2 separate regions of the Ovis aries genome follow, and region 2 is linked to region 1. A link is a contact called in public Hi-C data. All regions are on one chromosome and are shown on one strand. Each heading gives the region's core, a stretch centred on a gene start, on an enhancer-like site or on the middle of the called end of the contact. The rest is flanking DNA. Distances are from core to core; before and after follow the strand shown.

Region 1 (6,573 bases), core at 1,912-4,411:
ACAGGGCTTCCCAGGTGGCGCTAGTGGGAAAGAGCCCACCTGCCAATGCAGGAGACGTAATGAGACGCAGGCTCGATCCCGGGGTGGGAAGATCCCCTGGAGGAGGTCATCGCAACCCACTCCAGTGTTCTTGCCTGGAGAGTCTCAGGGACAGAAGAACCTGGAGACCTAGAGTCCATAGGGTTGCAAAGAGTCGGACACGACTGAGTGACTGAGCATGCGCACACACACATAAACACAATTTACAAGAGTCCACACTTGGTGTCGCACAGGGCTGAGCTAGACAAACGCACGTCAGGGGGCCACCATTACGGAATCACACGGAATAATTTCACTGCTCTGAACATCCGCTGTTCATCCTCCTCCCTGCTCCCCTAGGACCCCAGGCATTGATCTTTTTACTGTCTGTGTAGTTTTGCCTTTTCCAGAATGTCATATAGCTGGAATCACACAGCCTTTCCAGACTGACCTCTTTAGCTAATTGATAGTTTGAAGTTACTCAATATCTTTTTTGTGGCTTGATAGCCACATTTCATTTTAGTGCTGAATAATATTCCGCTTTATGGGTGTATATTTCACTATCCATTCACCTATGGAAGGACATCATGGCTGCCTTTTTAGGTTTTAGCAATTATGAAAACATTATGAAAGTAATCATTTAATATTAATAAATTATGAAATCATAAAACTGCTATACATATCCATGTACAGGTTTTTGTGTGGACATAAGTTTTCAAGTCCTTTGAGTAAATACCTTGGAGTGTGATTGCTGGGGCTGCTTTGCATCTCCACCAGCAATGAATGAGACTTCCTGTTGCTCCACCTCCACATCGGTATTTGGAGCTGTGGGCTTTGTTTTGTTTTTCTGTTTCCTTGGATCTTAGCCATTTGGATTTTAATAGGTATGTAGTGGTATCTCACTATTTTAATTTGCAATTGCCTAAACTGAGCGACTGAGCTGAACTGAGCATGTATTGTATTGGCCATCTTTTCCTCTGCTTATGTGCTATATGTATACGTCTTTGGTGATGTGTCTGCCTAGATCTTTAAACCATTTTAAACTGGGTCATTCTTTTTTTTTTCTCATTGCTGAGTTAGAAGTGTTCTTTGTATATTTCGCATATAAGTTATCAGATATGTGTTTTTCAAATATTTTCTCCCAGTGTCTGACTTGTCTGTTTATTCCCTTGATGGAGTTCTACTTTGAAAAGCCCCTGGTGGCTCAGTGGTACAGAATTCGCCTGTCCATGCAAGAGACAGGGGTTCAGTTTCTGATCTGGGAAGATTTCACATGCCGTGGAGCAACTAAGCCCGTGAACCACAACCATTCAGCCTGTGCTCTCGAGCTCAGGGGCTGCAACTACTAAGGCCACACGCCCTAGAGCCCCCACCCCACAAGAAAAGCCACCACAGTGAGAACCTCAAAGAAGAGTGGCCCCCACTCGCCACAACTAGAGAAAACCCATGCACAGCAACAGACACCCACCACAGTAAAAGAAAAACATATCTTAAAAAAAAAAAACCCAAACGCCGAGACTTCCCTGGTGATCGAGTGGCTAGACTTCATGCTCCCAATGCTGCCTGAGTTCAGTCGCTGATCAGGGATCTAGATCCCATATGCCAAAACTAAGGCCCAGTGCAGTCACATAAATAAATAGTAAAGAAAAAAGAAGCCCATTGTTGGCCCTGCCTCTGCCTTAGCCTCTAATCCAGCTTCTATCAGTAGTAAGGATATATTGATCCCTGACTTCCTTGTCTTCCTCTCAGTGGATCTGAACCTTTGCAGGAGAAAAGGGTCGCTGTATTAAGCCCCTACTTCCACAAGTGTTGTAATGAAGATTGAATGCTTTTGTTAACAGGGCCTGAAACATATTAAGTGCTCAACTGCTGTGGAAAATTACAATAACAAGCACCGCATCTTTTAACAGCGAATAGAGTCAGTCCTTCCCTTCCTCATTACTCTTCCTTTTCAGAATTTTCCTAGCTATTTTCATTTACTCTTCTAGGTGAGTCATTTGACTAGTTTTTAAATATCCTATTTAGATTTTTTAAATGAGTAAGTGATTCAGGAAAAGGAAAAGGGCATTTAAACAATGTTGATTAGATTTCTCATTCAAGAATAAAGGCTGTCTTTTTATTTAAGTCTTTCTTCACATAGGACTTACACAGTCCTTACCTGGGGTTATCCAGGGGGGTGGTGGTGAAGGAGGAAACAGAACAGGCTCCCTCTTGAAAGCAGGACTCCAGCTTGGGCCAGACTGTGGACTTTGAGCTATATGCCCAGTATCCATGGAAACGACTTACCAACGGGAAAACCAGAACCCCCCCTCTCTCCTGCAACATGGAAGAGCCCCAGGGCTCATACCTAGACTCTCTGTCACCTATAAGAATACCCTAATTATCTGCGTAACTGAATAGAATCATACATTCTATTATGCTTATTGGGGTATGACCACAGGCCTATTGATAATTGTCCACTGTTAACTACCTGGGCTTAAGGCATGTGAATCACAGGTTAACTTTGTATCTTTCTTTTCCTTTGTTCAGATTAGTTTCAGGGAATTTGGGGAGGTGGGTTTGGGCACGTACACTTAGGGTATATAAGCTTTTCACAAAAACTGGGGTCCTTGGCTAAGAGGAGACTCTGCCTTGGGCCCGCCAGTGTAATAAACTGCACTCGCTCTCTGCATTGTCCTTCTGAGTGAGTTTGTTTCCCTGAACACGTGGCTACAACAGTGTCAGGGGTGTTAGTATTCCAGCCTTCTGCAGACTTTCTGGGACCTGAAAGGTCACCTTTTTCGTCCTGTCCACACCAGTGAAAACACGGTGTCAGGGGGCGGGGAGGGATAGCCAATTATCTGATGACCTCCTGGGATTGAATCCCACTTTACAAGTGACAAAACTGAGAATTCCAGTGGGCTGCCTAAGACCCACAGCAGGTAAGAGGTGGAGGGATTCAGATGGGGTTGCCTGTGGCTGTTCGACCTGGGAAGGGAGGGCAATGCTGGTTTCCTCGCCTTTATTTTTAGGATTTTCTGTCATTCTCATATTGTCCACCTGGGGGCGCCGGATAACAAGGTTGAGAAAGGAGCTTGCAGAGAGCTCTGGGCACCCCCTGTTCCCTCTTGCTTCCGCTCACCAGCTCCTCCTCCACGCCGCCTGCCCAGACGCCCCAGGTGACATCTTTTGCTCGCCCTCCCCAGCCGTGAATGCGAGAGGCCTGGCCTGTGCTGCTCAAGGTCACACATCAAGACGCGGGCGGTCTAGCTCTATCACTGGGCTCTCAACGGGCCAGCCAGGCCTTGGGCCCTGCCCCCTCACCTCCTGCACCACCAGAACTCCTTTTTCTTCTCCCCTTTTCTCCTGCCGTTCCTTCTCCATCTTTGCCTTAAAGCCGAGGCCCCACACAGGTGGCCTCCCGTGGCTGCCTGGCCTTCCCTCCTCCTTGGTGCCCCCTCTGCCATCTCCCTCTGCCACCCCTGTTTCTGGGCCTGCACCCCATCCCTGCAGCTCCCGAAGGCAGGCCCGCAGGGGCCGCCATGCAGTGTGCAGGGCACACCAACAGCACGAGGTCCCCTGGGGTAGAGAAGTGTTTTCCCACAGGACAGGGCTCTGCAGGACCATACCTCAGGGGGGCTGCCCTGGGGTCCTCTGCCCCTGGCATTCCCGGCAGGGAAGGACTATGGGACTTGACTTTCTATTAACCAGACCCCAGGCAACTGACCAAGAACCCAGAGCGGCCAGGTCTTAGTCTACAGAGAGGACACACCTTAGTTTACACAGAGGGACTCACCTGAGTGGGGGCGTGTCCCACTGGGGCCAGGGGGTCCTTGAGTCAGAATCTAAACTGTGTATTAAAAAGCAGAAACATCACCTTGCTAGCAAAGGTCCGTATAATCAAAGCTATGGTTTTTCCAGTGGCTATGGATGGATGTGAGAGTTGGACTGTGAAGAAAGCTGAGCGCCGAAGAACTGATGCTTTTGAACTGTAGTGTTGGAGAAGACTCTTGAGGGTCCCTTGGACTGCAAGGAGATCCAACCAGTCCATCCTAAAGGAGATCAGTCCTGGGTGTTCATTGGAAGGACTGATGCTGGAGCTGAAACTCCAATACTTTGGCCACCTGATGCGAAGAACTGACTCATTGGAAAAGACCCTAATGCTGGGAAAGATTGAGGGCAGGAGGAGAAGGAGACGACAGAGGATGAGATGGTTGGTTGGCATCACCGACTCAATGGACATGGGTTTGAGCCAACTCTGGGAGATGGTGAAGGACAGGGAGGCCTGGCATGCTGCAATCCGTGGGGTCGCAAGGAGTCAGACACGACTGAGTGATTGATGGACAGGGAAGCCTGGCGTGCTGCAGTCCGTGGGGTCGCAAAGAATCAGACACGACTGAGCAACTGAACAACCACAAGGTGTGGCAGGCATTCACTAATGTGGACTGTCAAGGAGAGAAAGCGCCCGCCTTTTCAAGTCTCTTTCCCACCTTTTCTGTGGAGAAGAGAGCTCAGTTCAGGGCAAGGACACCTGGCCGCCTCTGAGCACCTTCTGTCGAGAGGACAGTGAGCCCCCATCGGGCCTCTGGTCATCCCAGCGCACAGCTAGAATGTGGTCCCATAATCTCCACTGTGCTTATCTTTATGGTTACTTTCTATTTCTGACAAGAGATCCTTGTCCTCTACTAGTGATGACATAGTTTCTTTTATAAGGAAAAAGTCAGTCAGTTCAGTTGCTCAGTCGAGTCCAGCTCCTTGCGACCCCATGAACCTCAGCACGCCAGGCCTCCCCGTCCATCACCAACTCCCAGAGTCCACCCACATCCATGTACATCGAGTTGATGATGCCATCCAACCATCTCATCCTCTGTTGTCTCCTTCTCCTCCTGCCCTCAATCTTTCTCAGCATCAGGGTTTTTTCCAATGAGTCAGTTCTTCACATGAGGTGGCCAAAGTAGTGGAGTTTCAGCTTTAGCATCAATCCTTCCAGAGAACACCCAGGACTGATCTCCTTTAGAATGGACTGGTTGGACCTCCTTGCAGTCCAAGGGACTCTCAAGAGCCTTCTCCAACAGCACAGTTCAAAAGCATCAATTCTTCAGCACTCAGCTTTCTTTATAGTCCAACTCTCACCTCCATACATGACCACAGGAAAAACCATAGCCTTGATTAGATGGACCTTTGTTGGCAAAGTAATGTCTCTGCTTTTTAATATGCTGTCTAGGTTGGTCATAACTTTTCCTTCCAAGGAGTAAGCTTCTTTTAATTTCATGGCTGCAGTCACCAACCATCTGCAGTGATTTTGGAACCCAGAAAATTAAAGTCAGCCACTTTTCCACTGTTTCCCCATCTATATGCCATGAAGGAAAAAAGCGAATGGATTTAAGGACTTAACAGAGGAGGTGGAGCTCAAGGGAGCAAACCTGTCACCAGCCCTGGGATGGCTGGGGTTTGGGAAATCCAAGGCATGCTCTTCTGAGCCTCCCAACCACCAGGTAGGTGGTGTCATCCCCTTGCACGGATGAGGAGACTGAGGCCCGGAGCAGGGAAGTGACTGTGACAGTGAAAGTCCTTTGGGTGGGAGTGTGCTCCCCTCTTTCCCCCACTGCCACACCTGGCATCCCAGAGCCTGGGCCCCTTCTCATGGTGCCAGGAGCCCACACCTTGGCTGGTGCCTAGGCTTGGGGGCTGGGATGGCAAAGCCCTGGGGCGTCGAGGGCCTGAGCAGCAGTTCTGTTACCAAAGCCCTGGGCTCCTGAGAGGTACCCCTGGTGGAGGAGGGAGCACAGACCCACGAGAGAGGTGTGTCCCACAGAGGATGCGTGTGTATCATTGTCTCCATGCTGCAGTGGGGGAAACAGACTCCAGCCTGGCCACGCAGCCAGTGCGTGGAGAGGGCGGGCCTTGAAGCCGGGTCTGTTGGACGCCAGACCTGAGTTCTTTCCTGTGCCCAAGCCCCAGCTGTACTGAGGCTCTGAATCCTGGAGACCATGTCCTGGGGGACCCAAACCCCTGGGCTTTCTCTAGACTCATTTCTAAATTTTTTTAAAAATTTTATTTCGTTATTTATTTATTTTTGGTTGGGCTGCGCACGGGCTTTCTCTAGTTGTGGCGAGTAGGGTCTGCTCTTCGTCGCGGTGCGACGGTGGCCTGGGCTGTGGGTAAGCGGGCTCCAGTAGCTGCAGCCCTTGGGCTCAGTAGTGGCGCATGGGCTTAGTTAGGTGGGATCCTCCCGGACCAGGAATCGAACCCGTGCCCTCTGCACCGGCAGGTGGATTCTCAACCACTGGACCACCAGGAAAGCCTGGACTCATTTCTTTATGCCCTGCTTGTCCCCATGGGCTTGGGGCCAGACCCAGAAGCATAAAGAGCCCCGAAATCCAGTCCACACACTGGCCGTGGGGCCACTTCTGCCCCGCTGTGGGCATGTCATGGCCTCCGGGAAATGGGGCTGTTAACTCTGCCTGGAGCCCGCCCAGGGCTGCAGTGGGGGCCCAGGGACATGGTAGGCAAGCTGAGACTGAAGCCCGGCCCTCGCCGAGCTCCTCCCCTCTCCCGGACCTTGGGTGTCTCCCG
Region 2 (6,573 bases), core at 2,929-5,428, 170 kb before region 1:
TCCTTCTGTCCCTCTCTCATCTCCGTATCCCCTCCACCTCCCAGGGCCTTGGTGCGAAGTAGAGGCTCCTCCTTACTTGAGTAAACAGAGGCTCAGTCAGACTGCAGTGGCACCCAGAGCTGCGGGGAGAGTCCAGGACCATGCCAGCGCGCTCTGGGTGCTGGAAAAGCTTGGTTTCTTCAAGTCAGAGGACAGATGCTCTGAGCTTGGTGCTGAGAAGAGAAGAACGGGCCCCCACGCCTCCCACAGCTGCAGTCTAGACACAGACTAAAGGAAGGCATGGAGACCACGGCAGCAGTGCTGGAGGAGATTCGAGAAGACCGTGTGGGCCAGGCCAGGGGGAAGGGCTGCGGGGGTGGCACAGACCCTGCGGGACAGGGCCTCGGACCTGCCTGGAGCAGTCAGAGGGCAAAATCCTGCAGTCTCTGCAGGAGCTTCTCGGGCAACTGAGACTGGCATGCTTGAGGGGCACTGTATGAGAGATGGGGGTCTTTAATCTCTCAGAGCCACCCCCCACTGGATACACAACTTCAGACACGACTTAGTAGAGAAAGAGCCAGGCCCTCATCCTGCCAGGAGAATGCCTGCGCCTCCCACCCACATTAGAGACCCTCAGTGGGCCCAGGGTGAGGGCTCACCAAGACCACTCCCTTTTTGTCTTGCAGGGGACGAGCTGACCAAGATAGAGGATGAAGATGAGCAGGGCTGGTGCAAGGGGCGCTTGGACAGCGGACAGGTCGGCCTGTACCCTGCGAATTACGTCGAAGCGATCCAGTGACAGGCCGGTGGGCTGGCTGATGGAGGGACGGAGCGGAGGTCCAGCAGCTCTGTTAGCCGTTGGCCCCAGGCAGCGGCCCCTCCAGCCAGCCGTGTGGGCATCCACTCCTCTTCCTGCAAAAGATGATGGGTCCATTGCTCTTGGCTTTATGGTGTCTCTTGAAGGCAGACAAGCTGGTCATTTCACCTGGAACTCGGCCCCCTTTCCACAGTGCAGATGGAGAGAGCCGATCACAGGAAGCTGCAGGACAACAGGAATCACCGCCCCCCGCCCACCGCCCCCACGCTGTGTGTTGGCTTATTATGGATCCGTGTATTCTTGACCTTGTCTTTCCTCCTCTCCTCCACATTGATGGTAATGGTGGGATCCACTAATCCTTGCTCCACTGATTCCTTTCTATGACAAGCCCCATCACCTGCTAGAACTTAAATGAACAAACTTACATGCCATTTTCTGAGTGAACACTCTTAGGTTTTTAATTTAAAGGCTGTGTACAGTTACTTTTTTATATTCCCATTCTTGCGTTCATTTATACTTAAATTATGACATAGGTCAATGTCCCCCAGTAGTCTTGAGGCAGTGTCTCTGTTTCCATGCTGTTCTGTGAATCACCCATGCCACTGCCTGGGGCGAGAGCCAGCAGCCTGAACAGTCCATGTTTGAGGCAAGAGATTGCAGTGGAAAGATAGGAACACGTGGTTGGGTTTCCAAGCTGAATGCTGTCTGCATTTGGGGTGTCCAAATGTGAGTTTTGCCAATAACCTTATGTAGTCCTCTCTAAAGTCGCCATATTTAAAATCTATTTTCACTCTGTGCTTAAAGCTTTACTCTTGCAAATTAACAATTTTATCAGTGATTTTTGAAAGGTTAAAATGTAAGACTAACGTTTCAAGTGAACGCATCTAAAGTTAAGATGCTCTATATTAGACTGTCACGTCTTGGTGTATATCTGTATATACTATTTGATATTCAGAGAATCTAAAGAGCTCGTCTACTGTGTTCATGAGATTGAATGGCTTTTGACAGTGGCTTCAATTTGTAAACTGCTTGAAGACCATCCGGGCGTAGGCCTGGCTGGTTGGCTGGGCCCAGCGGAGCCTGCTGTTGGGAAGTCTTTCCTCGCTGGCAAGCTGGGAGCCCAGTGTCCTCAGCCCAGCTAGCCTTCGTCCTCTGTAGCAGACACTGTACAAAACTCCCGCGTCTTTGCAGGCAGCTGCAGATCTCACTGTCATCCGCGTTCCTCGTGAGCCAAGAAAAGCTGGGTCTCACCCCACAGCACAAGGGTCTCTTCTGAGCACCCTGCAGCCATCAGGGAGCCGACGGGCTGGGGCAGGAAGCTGCCCTGTAACCACGGGGCCGGCGAGGGAGGGCAAACCTTTCCTCTGTGTGACTCGGACATGGGAGAAATGGCTGCCGCCATCACAAGCTATGCATTTTACTCAGTGTTCCCAGTGAGCTCGATAGCTCGCTTGAAAGTGGATGTGTGTCTGTCTGTCCTGAGGATGCGTGTCTATCTGTCCTGGAAACTTACCAGCAGAATCCTCATTCCTTTGCTACAGATGTACCAAAAATTGTCAAGTCTTTTCAGTTTAGGAGTTTCTTTAAACGTATAGTATTTTAGAAAAAAAAAATCAATAAACAGTTGATCTCGTGATTATGACCATCTGTGTGCCTCCCACTCACACCAGCTGGTGGACGTGTCTTCACCGGCGTCTGGAGCCAGGCAAGACCCCAGGTGCAAGAGCACTGCCCAGGACCCGTGTCCCCGCCCCACTGTCCCTGCCAAGCTAGAGGCCAGGGAGTCGAGGCACCTCAGGGTGCTTCCCTCCCTCCAACCTGCTTCTGTGTGGCCTTGGTGCCCCCAGCATGGGCAGCAGGCTGGCACTTCCCTCCGCCTCCCCGGGGCCCAGACAGCAAGACCAGACCAGAGACCACTCATGGCCCCAGCTGCTTCGAAAACGTCCTGAGCACCTGCTGTGTGTCAGGCCCACTTCACTGGCATCGTCTGCAAAGAACTTGCCCAGCTCCAAACACGCTGCAAGTGAGGTGGGCCCTGCTCTCTGCTTCTGAGGAGGTGCTGAGCCCATCGAGGCTGCCCGCTGCCCCGGCAGTCTCTGTGAGACAACCGGGGTCAGGGCAGGCTCCCAGTCCCATGGCCTGAGCTGGGCCGGCCAGTCTGGGCACTCTGTGAGCTCATGTACTGCCGTGCCAGCCCACTGGGGGGTCTGCAGTCCCCACTTTACAGAAGACACCCCATCTGGAAACAAGTCCAGCACCCTGCCCAAGGTCCTACGACAGAACCGCAGTTCAAACCTGCGTCTGCAGGATTCATGAGGGCGAGCCCGTTCTTGCTTCCTCCATTGGTGGATAAAGAACAGGGTGGCTGAGCAGGAGGAACCCTCAAGAGTTGGGGTGAAACAACCTCTTTTCTCTGCTTCCTGTGCCCCCTAGAGCTCCTGCAAGGAATCCTCAGGGGTCCTTGCTGCCTGCTACCCTCTCCTGTCCTGGCCCTCAGGGCAAGCTGGAAACCTTCACCCACCCCTGGGCCTCATCCTCTCCAAGCCATAGCAATGCCTGCCTCCCATGAAGGTTAGACTCAGAGTCACAGGCCACAGGTGCCTGGCACCATGTCCCCTGACCCCAGTCAGGACCCCCTGGCATCCTTGGCTGTCCCTCCCTCACCCTCCATGCTGGGCCACTAGGTCCCCTTTGCCTCTGTCTTCCCCAGCCCCATTGCCACTGCCCCTTCTCCCCCCTAGACCATGGCTGCATCCACACCACCCCCAGGGGACCCTCAGCAGCCCACCCCAGTCCCCTCAGCACGTGGGGGGTGGTATTTCATCTCTCCAAGCCCCCCTGGTCATGCTCAGAGGGCAAATGATCTCGATCTAGTGAGCCAGGCAGCCGCCCCCTGTGCCCCTTACCAGCCCCTTCCCCAGACGCCTGCAGGAGGTCTATGCCCCTCTCAGGGGTTTTCCCTCAGCTGGGCCGGCCTTGACCCCTGGGCTGACTTGTCTCTGGAGGGAGTGAGCAGAAGGCATGGGGGGCGGGGCACAGCACCTTAATGGACAGACCTGGGGCTGCCTTGCGGGGGAGACTGAGGGGAACAAGCTGCTGAGGTCTGAGGCTCATCCCCCACCAGGCAGGGCCACTGCCAAGCACAGGGCCAGAGGATCCAGGCTGACTCCGCACTCCTGAGGGACAGGCAGCTTCTCAGCCTGCTTTCGCAACCAGCCTTGGGCTAAACACCAATCAGCTACATGCCAGGCCCTGTGCTGAGCACCCCTCCCTGCAAAGGACCATAGAAACCTCCTCACGACAATGAGCCCCATTTTATAGACCAGAGAGCTTGAGTGGCTTGCATCACACCACACAGCAAGTCAGGGACAGACGTGGGGCCCAAACTCCAGTGCCCGGCTCCAAAGGGCGCTTGTTCTCAAACATCCAGAGGGCTTGTTACAGCCCGCTTGCCGGGCCACATTCCAGAGTTTCTGAGGCCCAGAGTCTGCATATCTAACAAGTCCCCAGGGGATGCTGACCTGGGGCCACACTCTGAGCAAGACAGCTGCCCTAAGTACCCGTATCCTTGTGCTCCAGTGATTTGTTCATACAACCAGCAGATGCTCCTAAGCTAGCTCTAGGCCACAGGAGCTGGGCCCTGGGGACCTAGAGATCAATCAGCCACAGTCCAGGCCAAGGAGGCAGGGACAGTATGGACAAAGAGAGGGGACTTCCCTGGTGGTCCAGCGGTTAAGGACCTGCCTTGCAATGCAGCGAACGTCAGTTTGACCCCTGGTTGGGGAACTAAGGGCTTCCCGGGTGGCTCAGCTGGTAAAGACTCTGCCTGCAATGCGAGAGACCTGGGTTCGATCCCTGGATTGGGAAGATCTCCTGAAGAAGGGAAAGGCTACCCACTTCAGTATCCTGGCCTGGAGAATTCCAGGGACTGTATAGTCCATGGGATTGCAAAGAGTCAAACACGACTGAGCGATTTTCACTTTCACTTTGCGGAATTAAGATCCCATATACAACGGGGCCACTAAGCACATGTACCACAACTGCTGAGCCCAAGAGCCACAACTGGAAGATCCGTGCGCCCCAATGGAAGATCCCCATGATGCAACTAAGACCCAACGCAGCCAAATAAACAAATAAGGTATCTTCTTTTTATGTTAAAAATTGTTCTAAAAAAGAGAGCAAGCCCAGGGAGCAAGGGACACTAGGCCAGCGTGACCTCCCATCCCTGGCAAGGGGCAGGAAGGGCTCGGTGGCAGCCGGGTAGTGGAGAGAGAGGTGCCCCCCAGGGTCGATGGGCACCTTGAGTCCGCAGGCAAGTCCCTTCATATCTCTGACCCTCAGTTTCCTCGTCTGGAAAGTGGGGAAATGGTTCCCATCTTTTCTTTTTCATCATCAGCTGGGGTCAACAGTGTGAAAGGGCTTGTTAAAACACACAGATATACGGCTCCACTTTATGAAAGTGGTCTCACCCCCAAATATATCCCAACTCAAGCGGATAATAACCAAAGTATACAGACCCCTGATGGAGATGCCAGATCCTCCCCAACCAGACGCTGGGCACGAATGCTTCCTCCAAGCCATATATTCATTCATATACGAAACTGTATATAAGAAGGCTGGACTTTCCACCCCAAAATCTGATGAAATATTTTTTTCTTCTCTGAAACCTAAAGTCTTAAAAAGGTGACAAGTTGAAGCCAGTGGTCAAGAGCATGGACTGTGAGGTCATATTCCCTGCACTCAAACTTGACTCTGATTGTGGGACCTTAACTAGTTATGTTACATTGAACAAAATACTTAATTTCTCTGAGCCTTGGTTTGCTCGTCAATCAATGACAATAGTATTCTGGGGTTTTTTGGTTATTTAAAATGGTAATAGTAAACATTTGTATTTCACTCTATGCCAGAACTTGTTCTAAACTTTTTGACATCTATTAACATTTAACACAGCAACACTCTGAACTACGTATTGTTATTCCTGTTTTCATAGGTGAGGAACCTGAAGCACAGAGAGGTTAGCTAACTCGCCCAAGGTGCAACAGCTACCAAGGCTCAGACGTGGGTGGTGCAGTGCCGTCTCTGCCCACTAGGTGGCGCTGTTGGACTACGAGAGCGCCGGCCTCGGCCGGTGAGGGCGTGCCTGCCCCCAGGGCCGCTCATCTGCAGTTACCTAGCAGGATGCGAGTCATCCCGAATCAGAGCCACCGGACCTGAGAGGACCCCCTGTGTACTCTGGACACCACGTTGTCACTGCTGGCGTCAAGTTCATTGGTTCAGGGATGGCGCCTTACCTTCTCTCAAGCCCCAGTGCTTGCGGAACTAAAAACCGAAAAGAAATCAATCTTGAACCATCCAATAAAACCCAGAGTACACTGTTTTAGACTTCTTCTTTGAATCCTCTGTGGGAAAGGCTAAGAAATGAGTGAAGGAAGGGACAGATGAACTGCATAAATAACATCATTCTCTGGAGATTTCCCAGGTGATAGCTCAGTTGGTAAAGAATCAGCCTGCAATGCGGGAGACCTGGGTTCGAACCCTGGGTTGGGAAGATCCGCTGGAGAAGGGATAGGCTACCCACTCCAATATTCTGGCCTGGAGCCAAGAGTTGGACACGAATGAGTGACTTTTAAGGTTCCGCATTCCCAATCCAGGGAGCCTACATTCAAGCCCTGGTCAGGGAACCAGATCCCACGTGCCGCAACTAAGACCCAGCACAGTCAAACACATAAATAAATACTTTTTAAATTAAAGTAATAATAATAACATCACTATCTGAG

The links. Hi-C and Micro-C count contacts between places; a contact is called where the count stands out from the background.
Region 2: a contact with region 1 is called in a Hi-C map of liver, with 5 times the contacts expected there. The contact joins two enhancer-like sites. A contact is called at or near these places in 7 of 16 Hi-C or Micro-C datasets (blood, hypothalamus, liver and 3 more).

Annotation. Positions count from the first base shown.
Region 1 is chr3:219,437,184-219,443,756 of ARS-UI_Ramb_v3.0, reverse strand. No RefSeq gene overlaps it. Among named protein-coding and RNA genes, the nearest start is that of A4GALT, 45 kb to the left of the region's middle. Within about 2 kb of position 3,161, at least 6 of the 54 cell types and tissues checked have an H3K27ac peak or open chromatin away from gene starts, as enhancers often do. A contact at or near this core is called in liver, where this site is marked.
Region 2 is chr3:219,606,451-219,613,023 of ARS-UI_Ramb_v3.0, reverse strand. It overlaps PACSIN2 (protein kinase C and casein kinase substrate in neurons 2), which reads left to right. Exons shown (of 10, transcript XM_060414287.1): 10 at 666-2,432. The coding sequence ends at 778. Among named protein-coding and RNA genes, the nearest start is that of ARFGAP3, 16 kb to the right of the region's middle. Within about 2 kb of position 4,178, at least 8 of the 54 cell types and tissues checked have an H3K27ac peak or open chromatin away from gene starts, as enhancers often do. A contact at or near this core is called in liver, where this site is marked.